Regions from separate parts of the Gossypium hirsutum genome. Here all the other regions are linked to region 2. Evidence: chromatin contacts called from public Hi-C data. All regions are on one chromosome and are shown on one strand. Each heading gives the region's core, a stretch centred on a gene start, on an enhancer-like site or on the middle of the called end of the contact. The rest is flanking DNA. Distances are from core to core; before and after follow the strand shown.

Region 1 (2,700 bases), core at 166-2,665, 230 kb before region 2:
TACCAACTCAGCTGTAAAATTACTAAAGGATAATCATTATTATTATAAAAGTAATTTTCCATCTTTTCATCCTTTTATATAATTTTTAAATAAAATCATTAATTGGGAATCAAATACAAAATCACGTCACTTTATTAATAATATTTTTTATTATTTAAAAATATATTATTTTAATATAAAATATTTTAATTCACTCTTACCGTAAATATGACGATTCTCATTATAGAAACCAGAAATTCCAAGTTGAACAAAGTCCCTGATAGGTCCCATCTATATGCTATGGATAGAATATTTGTACAATAGTTAATCAAATCCTCTTCTTTTTTTTTTCTTTTCTTTTTATTATCATGAAATTATTTTATTATAAATAATATTATTTTAGATTTATTTTTCAATTTTTTAATAAAATGAAATCATATAATTTATATAAAATTAGGTTGTTTTTGTTTGATTACAAATTATTTTTGAAAAATAATTTTTTTTTTGGAAAAGTTAACTTATATAATATTTCTAACATTACAATGATTTTAGGTAAAATAATTTTTTTATCGGTAAATTTTTCTAAAGCAATTTTTGAAAGTTGTTTTTCTATGAAACAAATATAAATATAAATTATATTTGTTACTAAATATTATATAATTATTTTCTCAAAATTTATTTTATAATAAGATATTAGTTATTAAATAACTAATATCCTATATAGATTTAATAATAATTAATGTATAATTAAAATTTAATTAGAAATTGTATATATTACATATATGAAAGTGTATAGTAACACATTAAATTTAGAGGGAATAAATAAAGTTAAGCAATATTTAAATATATACTAATATTTTATAGTATAAAACATTTATTACTCTTAAAAAAATTTATTTATCAATGTTAAATTTTTATTATTAAAATAAGATTATAATATTAAATAATTTTTTATACAAATACCTAAAATACCAAATCTCAAATCCTTCAACAAAACCACCCAATTGATGGTCATTGGTGCATCTGACTAACTTTGCTGGCATACAATTTGACCAGAGGCCAATTTTTGGATAGCAACCATGGCTGCTCAGTGTTACAGTGTACATTCTGATAGTACAATTGATCAGTAACAACTACTTGTTATACAATTTGATTTACTCTCCAATCAAGAGATAGTCATGTCAATTGCTTGAGCCGTTGTGAACTTCAACTTCCCTGGAATCATGGTTTGCAACATGCCCTTACATTGGTTATAACAATTTAAGGTGGTGTTATGTTGTAGCAAAATATGAACTTTGACCCTCAAGCCTGCAATTTTCTTGAGTTTCAAAGTTACAACTAGAAACTAAACCCAAATGGTTCATTTCATACAAGCCCAATCGATTTCAGTCTAGGAGATTTTTAGATATCTAAACTCTCGGGTCTGAATAGTAACCTTAAAATGATTGCTACTGCACAAAGGGCAACCATACTCAAAGGGCTCAAATATCATACCCAATTATAATACAAGACATGAAAAAAACGAAATACGTAGATAAAAGTGAACCCAAAAAGAAAAAACCAAAAACTAGAGTTTAGCATATTTGATCGATTAGAATTTTACATCACATCCTAATCCCATATTCACTTTTTTTCTTAAACAATTTAAAAGGTTTGTTTATCCGCCTAAACTTGAAGATCTACTCAAAATATGAGAAAATTTAGATAAAAATATAAGCTCGAAAAATAAGTTTAGACAAAAAATAAGGCTCATTTTCTAAATGGGTAGGCTTTGGGTAAGATTTTTTTGCTTGAGCTTGACTCGAATCTGTTGTTTTATTATTGTTTTGCTACCATTTTGCTATTATATTGCAATTACTTTGTTATTATTGTTTGGATATTATTTAACTTTTATTTTATTGTTAATTTTGTTACTATTTTAGAGACATTTTCTTGTTAAGTTGCCACTATCTTTGTTTTTAATTTATTGGAAAACATTTATTTTAATGTTTTTAGTGTACTTAATGTATTATATTTTTTAAAAAAACTTTTTTTATGTAAAATAATAATAAAAAATTAATACGAGTGGACTACACTTGAGTTTAGTATTTTTAATATGGATTGGGCTTGGGTAGAATTTTAGTTCTATTTTTCAGGCTAAACCAAGTCTGAGCATAAAAAACTGATCTAAAATTTCGTATTGACTCAGTCCGAATACAACTTGACCTAGCCCAAGCTTAGAAAACAGAACTGAAATTTTGTATTGGCTCAGTCTAAACCCGACTTGTCCCATGAACCGAGAGAACTTCTAAAGGGAGTTTAATGGCTGCCGTCACAAATTTCTTAACTAAGCCACCTAGTTCTCATCTTCGTTTCATCCGCAAAACCACTTACCTTAGCTCCCATGGTTCCCTTCTGCCATCTTTTGTTTAGAGGCCGAGACCTTTTTCAATAAAATTACTCGAACCTAGCAAATCCCCTCGCTTTATTACCAAGGCAACGACTGCCTCTGGAACTAAGAAAGCCCCTAATGATGAGAGAGTAAAGCATGTTAATAGCTTGATGGATGTCATGCTCCAAATTTTGTAATTTCTAGGTTTAATTATGTTAACTACAATAATCTATTTTAATGGTTAAATGCTTTAGATGTTGTTTGAGGTTTTGTGTTTAAATGCTCTCTTTTGAATTTTTATTATTTTTATGCTTTCATTTAGGTTATATTTTGTTCTCGTTAGTTCATTG
Region 2 (2,700 bases), core at 128-2,627:
AGTAACAAAACAAGAGCAATAAAACAAGTCAACTGAAGCAAAGGCAAGAGCAAAACTAACCCAAGCACACAGACTTACCTTATACATCCCATCCTACACTTTACACTATTATTAGCCTCGGCATTCATAGCATCAAATGATAAAACAATAGAGAGACCATCAGACGGCTTACTCTATTCTGTGGTTCGTATACAATGAAACTACCCGAGCAAGCGAATGAGTAGCTTTATTAGCTTCTTCACGAGTCCAACAAAATGAAAAATGCTGAAAATAAGTAACATTTCGGCAGTTCTGAACCAACAAACCAAACTCAGAGACATCAATATCTTGAGCATGCAAAGAGTTCACTACTCGTAAACAATCTGTCTCAATGTGTTAAGGATATTAGTGTTAGCTTAGCTAAGTTGTTAGTCAAGCTGTTATGAGTAGCAATTCTGTTAGCAAGTTTGTTAGCTAAGCTTGTTAGCTAAGTCTGTTAACTAAGTCTATAAATACTATTTTCCAAATGTACAAAAACAAGTTTTGAAGTCTAAATACATTAATGGAATTTCTTCATTAGATTACCAATATTTCTTCATGGTATCAGTCGCTTGTTGATACTCGGGGATGGCTACTACTCACTCCGCTGACTCCGATTTCAATGAGCATCATGGTGCGGTCTTTCATGGTGATCATGTCATGACGTCGTTTCCTCGGCATGATGTGGTCAAACTTGACGAAGGCACTTTTCTTCAATGGCAGTAACAGATTCGACACATTGTTGCTGGATATGATTTGGTAGGCTTTTTGGATGGCTCTTTTACTGCTCCGCAGAGGTTTGACCAAGGACCAAACAGTGCTCTTCTTGCGAATTCGTCTGCCACGGTCTTCGATCAACAAGATTAGCTTCTTACCTCGTGGCTTCTTTCCACGATCAGCTCTTCATTTTTGTCCTTCTTCACGAATGTACGATCGGTTTCTGACGTGTGGTTGACTACGACAAGTCTGTTTGCGGCCAACACAAGTGCTAAGCAATCTCGGATCCGTCATGAATTGCATTCTCTCAAGAAAGGGAGCCTCTCCATCAAGGGGTATGTTGCGAAAATCAAAGGTCTCTGTGCTCTCTTGGAAGCTTCTGGTTCTCACATCTCAGAGGCAGAGAAAATTGAAATCATGTTTGCAGGATTACCGGCCGAGTTTGATGTTGTTGTGTCCTCTGCGTCTCTCTCCTCCACTCCGTTTCCTTTTCAACGTGTAGTCGATGCCCTCCTCGAGTGTGAGTCTCGTCAGGCGCGAGAGGTCCAAGAGCTCTTATTTGTGACGAATATGGTGGAGAATGTTTCTTCGCAGCTAGTGAAGGGTGTCACTCGTGGTGGTCGACCTCCATCTCGTGGTAGTCGAGGAAGAAGTTTTCGGCCACGTCTACAGTGCTAAATTTGCTTGCGGTTTGGACATATCGCACGAAGGTGCTACAATAGGTACCATCGCGACGACTCTTTGCCGGCAATGGCTCCGGCGTCGCATCAAGTAACTTTAATGGTAGGCTTGTCTCCTGGTTTGCATGATGAGTTTGGAGATGAAGGCTGGTTCTCTCAAAAAAACCGTCGGCCTAGGTTTACACCTAATTCTGGTCAAAATTGTTTTGAATGTGGTCAACAGTACATCGTGGGTCAAAGAGATTTTTTCTCTCATGATGGCAATAGAGGTGTACATGGTGTTAATGAGCAGCCCAATTTGTCAGCACGTGGGCCAGCTATGGGTTATGCGCCTAGGCCTCATGTGCGTCGATCACATGCTTTTGGGCCTGTACATGGCGTTCCTAGGCCGACTACCCCATCCATTCCTATTGAGCCTATTTCTAATAATGTTCAATTTGATCCCTTTATTGGTGTAGGGCCGAATGATGGTCAGCCGAGTGGGATTGTGGTTCCTTGGCGCACCAAACCCTGTGCGCGTGTCTACTCTGGGTTTGATCCTTGCATTGGACTTCCTCGAGTCGGTGACATTCACGCATCTGATTATTTTGATTCCTCTAGGTCTTATGGAAATACTACACAAGTTGGCTCTAATGGTGATGGCACAGACTCGTATATTCTTATGCCAGTTGGCACCTCCTCGTGGTAACCTGACTCTGGTGCTAGTAATTATGTTTGTCGGGATCCTTCGGCTTTGCATGACACTTAACCCGTATTCAGGTACGTCTTCACTCTTAATAGCTGATGGAACGCCTGCTATAATCTCGTCTATTGGTCAGGGGGTATAATTTACGCAGTCTAAACTGCTTTGGTTATCTAATGTTTTGTGTGTTCCGGCAGTACAAAAAAAATTATTATTTGTATCTCAGTTTGCCACTGACAATGGTGTCTTTTTTGAATTCCATTCCACATATTGTGTTATTAAGGACAGCGTGACCCGGGAAGTTTTGCTGAAGGCCATCTTCCTGATGGATTGTACGTGTTTTCCTTACCGGGTACTTCTATTTCAAGCACTATAGCTCCTTCTATTGCTCACGTTGGACTTCAGCGTCGGCCCGATGACAGTGATGTTTTTTCATTGTGGCATAATCACCAGGGCCATCCGTTTACGTCTGTTGTTAAAACTGTTCTGGATAAGTGTAATCTTACATTAAATAATATGTTGCTTGATAGTGTTTGCATTGTTTGTAAAAAAGGCAAATTCCATAAATTGCCATTTTCTGATTCAACTATAGAATATATTGAT
Region 3 (2,700 bases), core at 163-2,662, 210 kb before region 2:
GAAGTATCTTAGAAATTTAAAAGGACGATCACCGACATATTTCCGATAGTTTTTGCCGATATATCATATATCGATATATTGAACATTATCACGAATGCATCCCACATTCATGCTAAGAATCCGTTCTAATTCCCTTCCCGACAAGCAAAATTCATAACCCCCCACAAGAACATCAAAACAACAAGATCTCTTCACCACCAATGGTGTTCCAACATGTTTGAATTACCGACAAGACATGTAACCGACTTAGATTGTTCGCTTATGAACTTACAATGATCCATTTCTCAGTTTCATCTAATTATTTAATGTGATCATCACCTAATTGTCATAAATACATAAAAGACCCCTAAAAAAGTATTCCCTTCAAAACTAAATCAAATCATTGTCGAGTTTAACAACCACCACTAGCGAAATAACATAAGATCTACTCAATTAAACATGTTCTACCAAACAACATCCCATATATTTCTTCATTCTTTGTTTGGTGCTATAATATACCCAGATGATTATACCATAACCAAGTTCTAGTTTGCTGGACCTTATAATACATATATAACAAAGTATTAGCAGGTGGACTTTCCATTTTAAAACCCTATAGAAGTTCCTGAAATATGTTGCTAATAAATAAAGTTAAATATTTTGAGAATAATACCAAATAATGATATATATATATATATATAGTTCTAGAAAAGATATTCTGGAAGGTTTATGTAATTTCAGAAAGAAGTCTTGGATAAAGAAGAAGATAGAAAAGAAATGGATCTATGATGATGAAAGAGTACAAATTACCGTGAAGCCATAAGTGAGTTAGACCTAAAGGTGGCTGCGTGCTTTCATGTCTGACCACAACTTAAAGTTTACAGCTAAAAATTAATAATAGATACTGAAGAAGAAGAAGAAGAAGATGCTAGATATGTTCTTTATTTCCTTCCATGAAAGGAAAACTAACCTGGTCATCTTGAGCAGTTGAGGACAGAAGATAATCACGATCTTTAGAAGCCAAAAGAGAAGAAAATCTAGATGTTGAAATCTTCTCGGCATCACCATTTGTCAAAGCTTGAACAAGATTCCTGGCGTTGTCGTCCAAATCCATTTCCTTCCTACTTCATCACTTGTCTTCTTTTCTCGCTTCTCGTTTGCTTATAAAAGATTAAATCAGTCCTTTCAAAGCTTAAATTGCATGGAACCATATTCTTTATCCTAAGATAGCAATTCAACCCCCCCCCCCCGAACTTACGATTCACTCCAAAAGTATCGTCAATGAGCCAAACTCCCACTGTTCCTCGGGTCCATTAACTATCATGCTGGCGACGTCTTGACTTATATTTAATTGGTCAAGACCGTCATCTGTCACGCATATAACCTTTTGGTTCGACACATTGGGTTCGCTTTTGTTAAAATAAGAAAAATCGAAGTCCAGGCCAGCGTTTCCAAGCTATCTTAGATAAGGTAGGTAAGGTCCCGTGTTTGTCATAAAGATGTAGTGGACACCTGTATTTCTAACTCTCTCCACCTTTTTAACATTATTATTATTTTCTTTTTTATTTTAATTGCTTCTTATATTTTTATCTAAACAAAACAATAAACTTAGCGTTTACATTTTTTCTATCAATTTGGTTTTTTTTTCTTCTAAATTTGATATTTTAACCTTAAAAAAAATCAAATCTCTCTTTTTTAATAAAAATTATGATCAAAATATTAATTTTTAATGTTGTTAACATGACAACTTGAATTATAATTTATGTACACATCATCTTAATATAACATCATTTATTTTATATATCACTTCAACAAATAATAATTTAAAAATTATAAAAAAAATAAAATATAAAATATAAAAAGTTCATAAAATTTCAAAAATATTAGCATTGAGTATACATCCATTATCATGGAGGCTATCGTATTTAAATTTTTAACATTTTAATTAGTATTCTCATCAAACAAACATAATTTCAAATCTTTTTTAAAAAATTAATTAAATTTAATTTTTTTAAAATGTTGAGAGCCAAATTTAACTAAAAATAAAGATAAAATTAATAAAAATATATAAATATTAAAAATAAAATTAATATTTATTTATTTTTTATCTCGTACTTCAATGAAATATATTAGTATTTAAAAGTTTGGTTAAATTAATAAAAGAACAAATATTATTATAATTTTTGTATATTTTTATATAAAAACTAACGAAATACACATACAATAAGAATTTACCTACTTCAATATTTAAATTTTATTAAATAAAATATCACTCATATGGTAAGCACCGTAATCTAATTTTCCTCTAAATTTTTGAAAAAGATAAATATAAAAATAGTGCGTGGGAGGATGAGACGGCTGTAAGGCTCTAAAAATTGTAGCTTTGAATTCTCACTATATTGGGGCCCACTTAAACGACACTTGGCAACGCGCAACCCGAAGACCTTAATTTAAAAGTACTTTTAATCCTTTCCTTTTGTTTGTATTCCACCATTGTTTAATTCTTTTCTAGAAACCTTTTTCCCTTCACAATGCTTTCAATTTTTTGTAATATTTCTTTTTGGTTAAAATCTCTTCTCAATCATTTTAATTTAACAAAATTTGAGATTTAACCCATATACTTAAAAAGTTAAAAGTTAAGTCTTTTTACTTTGCCGATCTCACTCCAATCATTACCATTGTTAATATTCTTTGTCAAAATTTATCAATTTAGCACATGAA
Region 4 (2,700 bases), core at 190-2,689, 190 kb after region 2:
TATATTTTTCATTTCCATATTTACTGTGTACTGCAACATTCACTTCAAGGAGTGATGCAGTACCAATAGGACGAATTTCATGATTTTTTTATCAACAACTCATTATTTTGTTCAGCCACTAAAAGGCATGAAATCAATTCAGAATATTTTTTAAAACCTTTTTCACGATATTGCTATTGCAGGAGCACATTAGTAGCATGAAAGGTTGAAAAGGTTTTCTCTAACAAATCCTTGTCAGTTATGTTCTCTCCACATAATTTCAGTTGAAAACTAATTTTAAAAAGTTCTGAATTGTATTCACTTATAGTCTTAAAATCTTGCAGCCGTAAGTGCATCCAATCATAACGAGCATTAGAGAGGATCATTGTTTTCTGATGGTAAAATCTTTTTTTCAAATTTTTCCACAACTCAAGAGGGTCTTTCACTGTGAGATATTCCACTTTTAATCCTTCATGTGAATGATGACGGATGAAAATCATTGCTTTTGCCTTGTCTTGGTTAGATGCTTCTTTATTTTCTACTATAGTATTCCCTAGACTTTTAGCATCTAGGTGAATTTCAGCATCTAACACCCATGACAAATAATTTTTACCTGAGATCTTTAGGGCGGCAAATTCAAGTTTGGCAAGATTTGACATTATAATCACTTAAGTCGATAGAGAAATTAAATTCGATTCCTCCCAAGAATTTTAAGCAAATCGCTGCACAAGTTTGAGTCCCTCTTTTTTCGTCAATTTTTAGGTAGCCAATCAACCAATTTGAATGCTAAGTAAGAAAAATAATGAAAGCAATTCAGTGGGGGATTAGAAAAGGATATAAAGCAATTGAGGTATGAGTTATCAAATGAAAAATAAGAATGAGGTGGGTTTAGAAAAAAAAATTTGAGAATCGTGCGGATAATGTGTTATAAAATAAAGAAAGATGGAGAGAATAAAGAACAAAGAAAATATGAAAGCAATAGAGAATGAACTTTATTGATCAAAAGGGATGATTATAATGCTTCATCAGAATCTCTATTTATAGGAATAAAAAATATAAAAGAAATAAAAATCTAATTCTAATAACTATTTAAAGTATATCAAAATTTTATCTTTATCATTATGTACATCCACTTAATAATATATTCATAATATTTTTATATTTTTATAATTTTTATAAATTTTAAATTAATTAATTACTGAAATCCATGTGGATCTCACATGGGTTAAAGGTTAACATTTCTATTTTTAAGGTAATCTAAAAAAGTGAAAGATTAAATGAAAAATTAAAATAATTTTTTTTATAAAGTTGAAGGATTGAACAAGTTATCATGCCTTTCAAACAAGAGTTGATAATGTTCGTAACTCAATGATGGGCTGACCTTTTCCCAAATCCCAATAAAAATACATAGTACAAAAGCGAGGCAATCAACATTTTTTGGGCTGAAAGTTGGGGTAAGCTCTGTATGAGGCTTAGTTTTGAGGCATTCGAATATGCGTCTCAGCTGGGCATCTTTGTTTGTTTGTTCTCTTGTCCCAGGACTTCAATGAGATCAACATCGGAAAAGTAATTTTTTTGGTAGAAGATCGAACAGTGTCAAGGTCTGGAAGAAAGTGGCGGAGAGAATAATGTTAAACGGAACAGAGGACGAAGAGAAATGGCTGGCGGAAGGGATCGCTGGTATTCAACACAATGCTTTTTATATGCATCGAGCTTTGGTATTTCCAAAAGCTTTCCTATCTCCACTTGAATTTGAACGGAACATCTCAGATCCTCTTTCATTTGTGCTAATTTGGATATTTCTTATCTCAGGATTCTAATAATCTTAGAGAAGCTCTCAAGTACTCTGCTCAAATGCTATCGGAGCTCCGGACCTCCAAACTCTCTCCTCGCAAATACTATGAACTTTGTAATTCTGTTTGTTCATTTTTTTCTTTTGATTGATTGCTTGAGTCGATAGTGTTTGAAATTTATTGATTGTGATTGATTATTATTATTTTTTATAATGTGTCTATGACTGGAATTAAGATATGCGAGCTTTTGATGAATTGAAGAGATTGGAGTTATTCTTCAAAGACGACAGCAAACATGGTGTCTCTGTGGTTGATCTGTACGAGCTTGTTCAACATGCCGGCAATATTTTGCCTAGATTGTAAGTGTCCTTCAACAAATTTAATAATTAATTGCATATTTCTCTAGATTTATTTTCTAAAATATGAAAAGCATTGAATTAAAATTAAATAATCATCCAATACTTGTTGTTTATTGCAATGAGCCTTTATTCAATTAAACCCTTAAATATCTCCTTTTAGCTAATAGAGCCCACTTAGATGGAAGTTGATGACGTTGTTAACGAATTCCAGTCTGATCAACGCTCAACTGAGTGAGTATATATATATATGAGTATTAAATCCATTGCAATTTGCATTAAAATGACACGACTAATTATTTAATTTTAGTTCAGGGACTTATTTTAATATATTTAAGTCATTCTTTCTTATATCATTTTCGAATTCCAAACATATATGGGTATCCATTCTCATTCTTAGCTGTTGGTTTTTTTCCCCACAGTTTTAGGACCCGTATTGAAATGGGACTCTAGTTTTTTATGAAGAAAAACGATTAGTAAAACTGCAAATGGGCTTTCTTCTGGAAGTTTCTGCTTCATAACTAGATAAGCTCCAAATAGTTAATTTGTATTGTGATTGTGAGTATTGTCAA

What was found. Hi-C and Micro-C count contacts between places; a contact is called where the count stands out from the background.
Region 1: a Hi-C map of leaf shows a contact between it and region 2, with 2.9 times the contacts expected there. The contact joins the enhancer-like site here to the promoter of LOC121204710 in region 2. A contact is called at or near these places in 5 of 34 Hi-C or Micro-C datasets (callus, leaf and petal).
Region 3: a Hi-C map of leaf shows a contact between it and region 2, with 2.0 times the contacts expected there. The contact joins the promoter of LOC107916523 here to the promoter of LOC121204710 in region 2. A contact is called at or near these places in 6 of 34 Hi-C or Micro-C datasets (callus, hypocotyl and leaf).
Region 4: a Hi-C map of leaf shows a contact between it and region 2, with 2.9 times the contacts expected there. The contact joins the promoter of LOC107917995 here to the promoter of LOC121204710 in region 2. A contact is called at or near these places in 8 of 34 Hi-C or Micro-C datasets (anther, fibers, hypocotyl and 2 more).

The regions. Positions count from the first base shown.
Region 1 is chrA01:21,274,601-21,277,300 of Gossypium_hirsutum_v2.1, forward strand. No RefSeq gene overlaps it. Among protein-coding and RNA genes, the nearest start is that of LOC107917984, 14 kb to the right of the region's middle. Within about 2 kb of position 1,416, at least 6 of the 9 cell types and tissues checked have an H3K27ac peak or open chromatin away from gene starts, as enhancers often do. A contact at or near this core is called in leaf, where this site is marked.
Region 2 is chrA01:21,504,497-21,507,196 of Gossypium_hirsutum_v2.1, forward strand. LOC121204710 reads left to right here and starts at 1,378. Exons shown (of 3, transcript XM_041075095.1): 1 at 1,378-1,518; 2 at 1,874-2,174; 3 at 2,381-2,700. The coding sequence starts at 1,486.
Region 3 is chrA01:21,293,149-21,295,848 of Gossypium_hirsutum_v2.1, forward strand. It overlaps LOC107916523 (probable nucleoredoxin 2), which reads right to left and starts at 1,413. Exons shown (of 3, transcript XM_016845782.2): 1 at 950-1,413. The coding sequence starts at 1,093.
Region 4 is chrA01:21,698,399-21,701,098 of Gossypium_hirsutum_v2.1, forward strand. LOC107917995 (vacuolar protein sorting-associated protein 35B) reads left to right here and starts at 1,440. Exons shown (of 23, transcript XM_016847466.2): 1 at 1,440-1,697; 2 at 1,792-1,888; 3 at 2,008-2,131. The coding sequence starts at 1,608.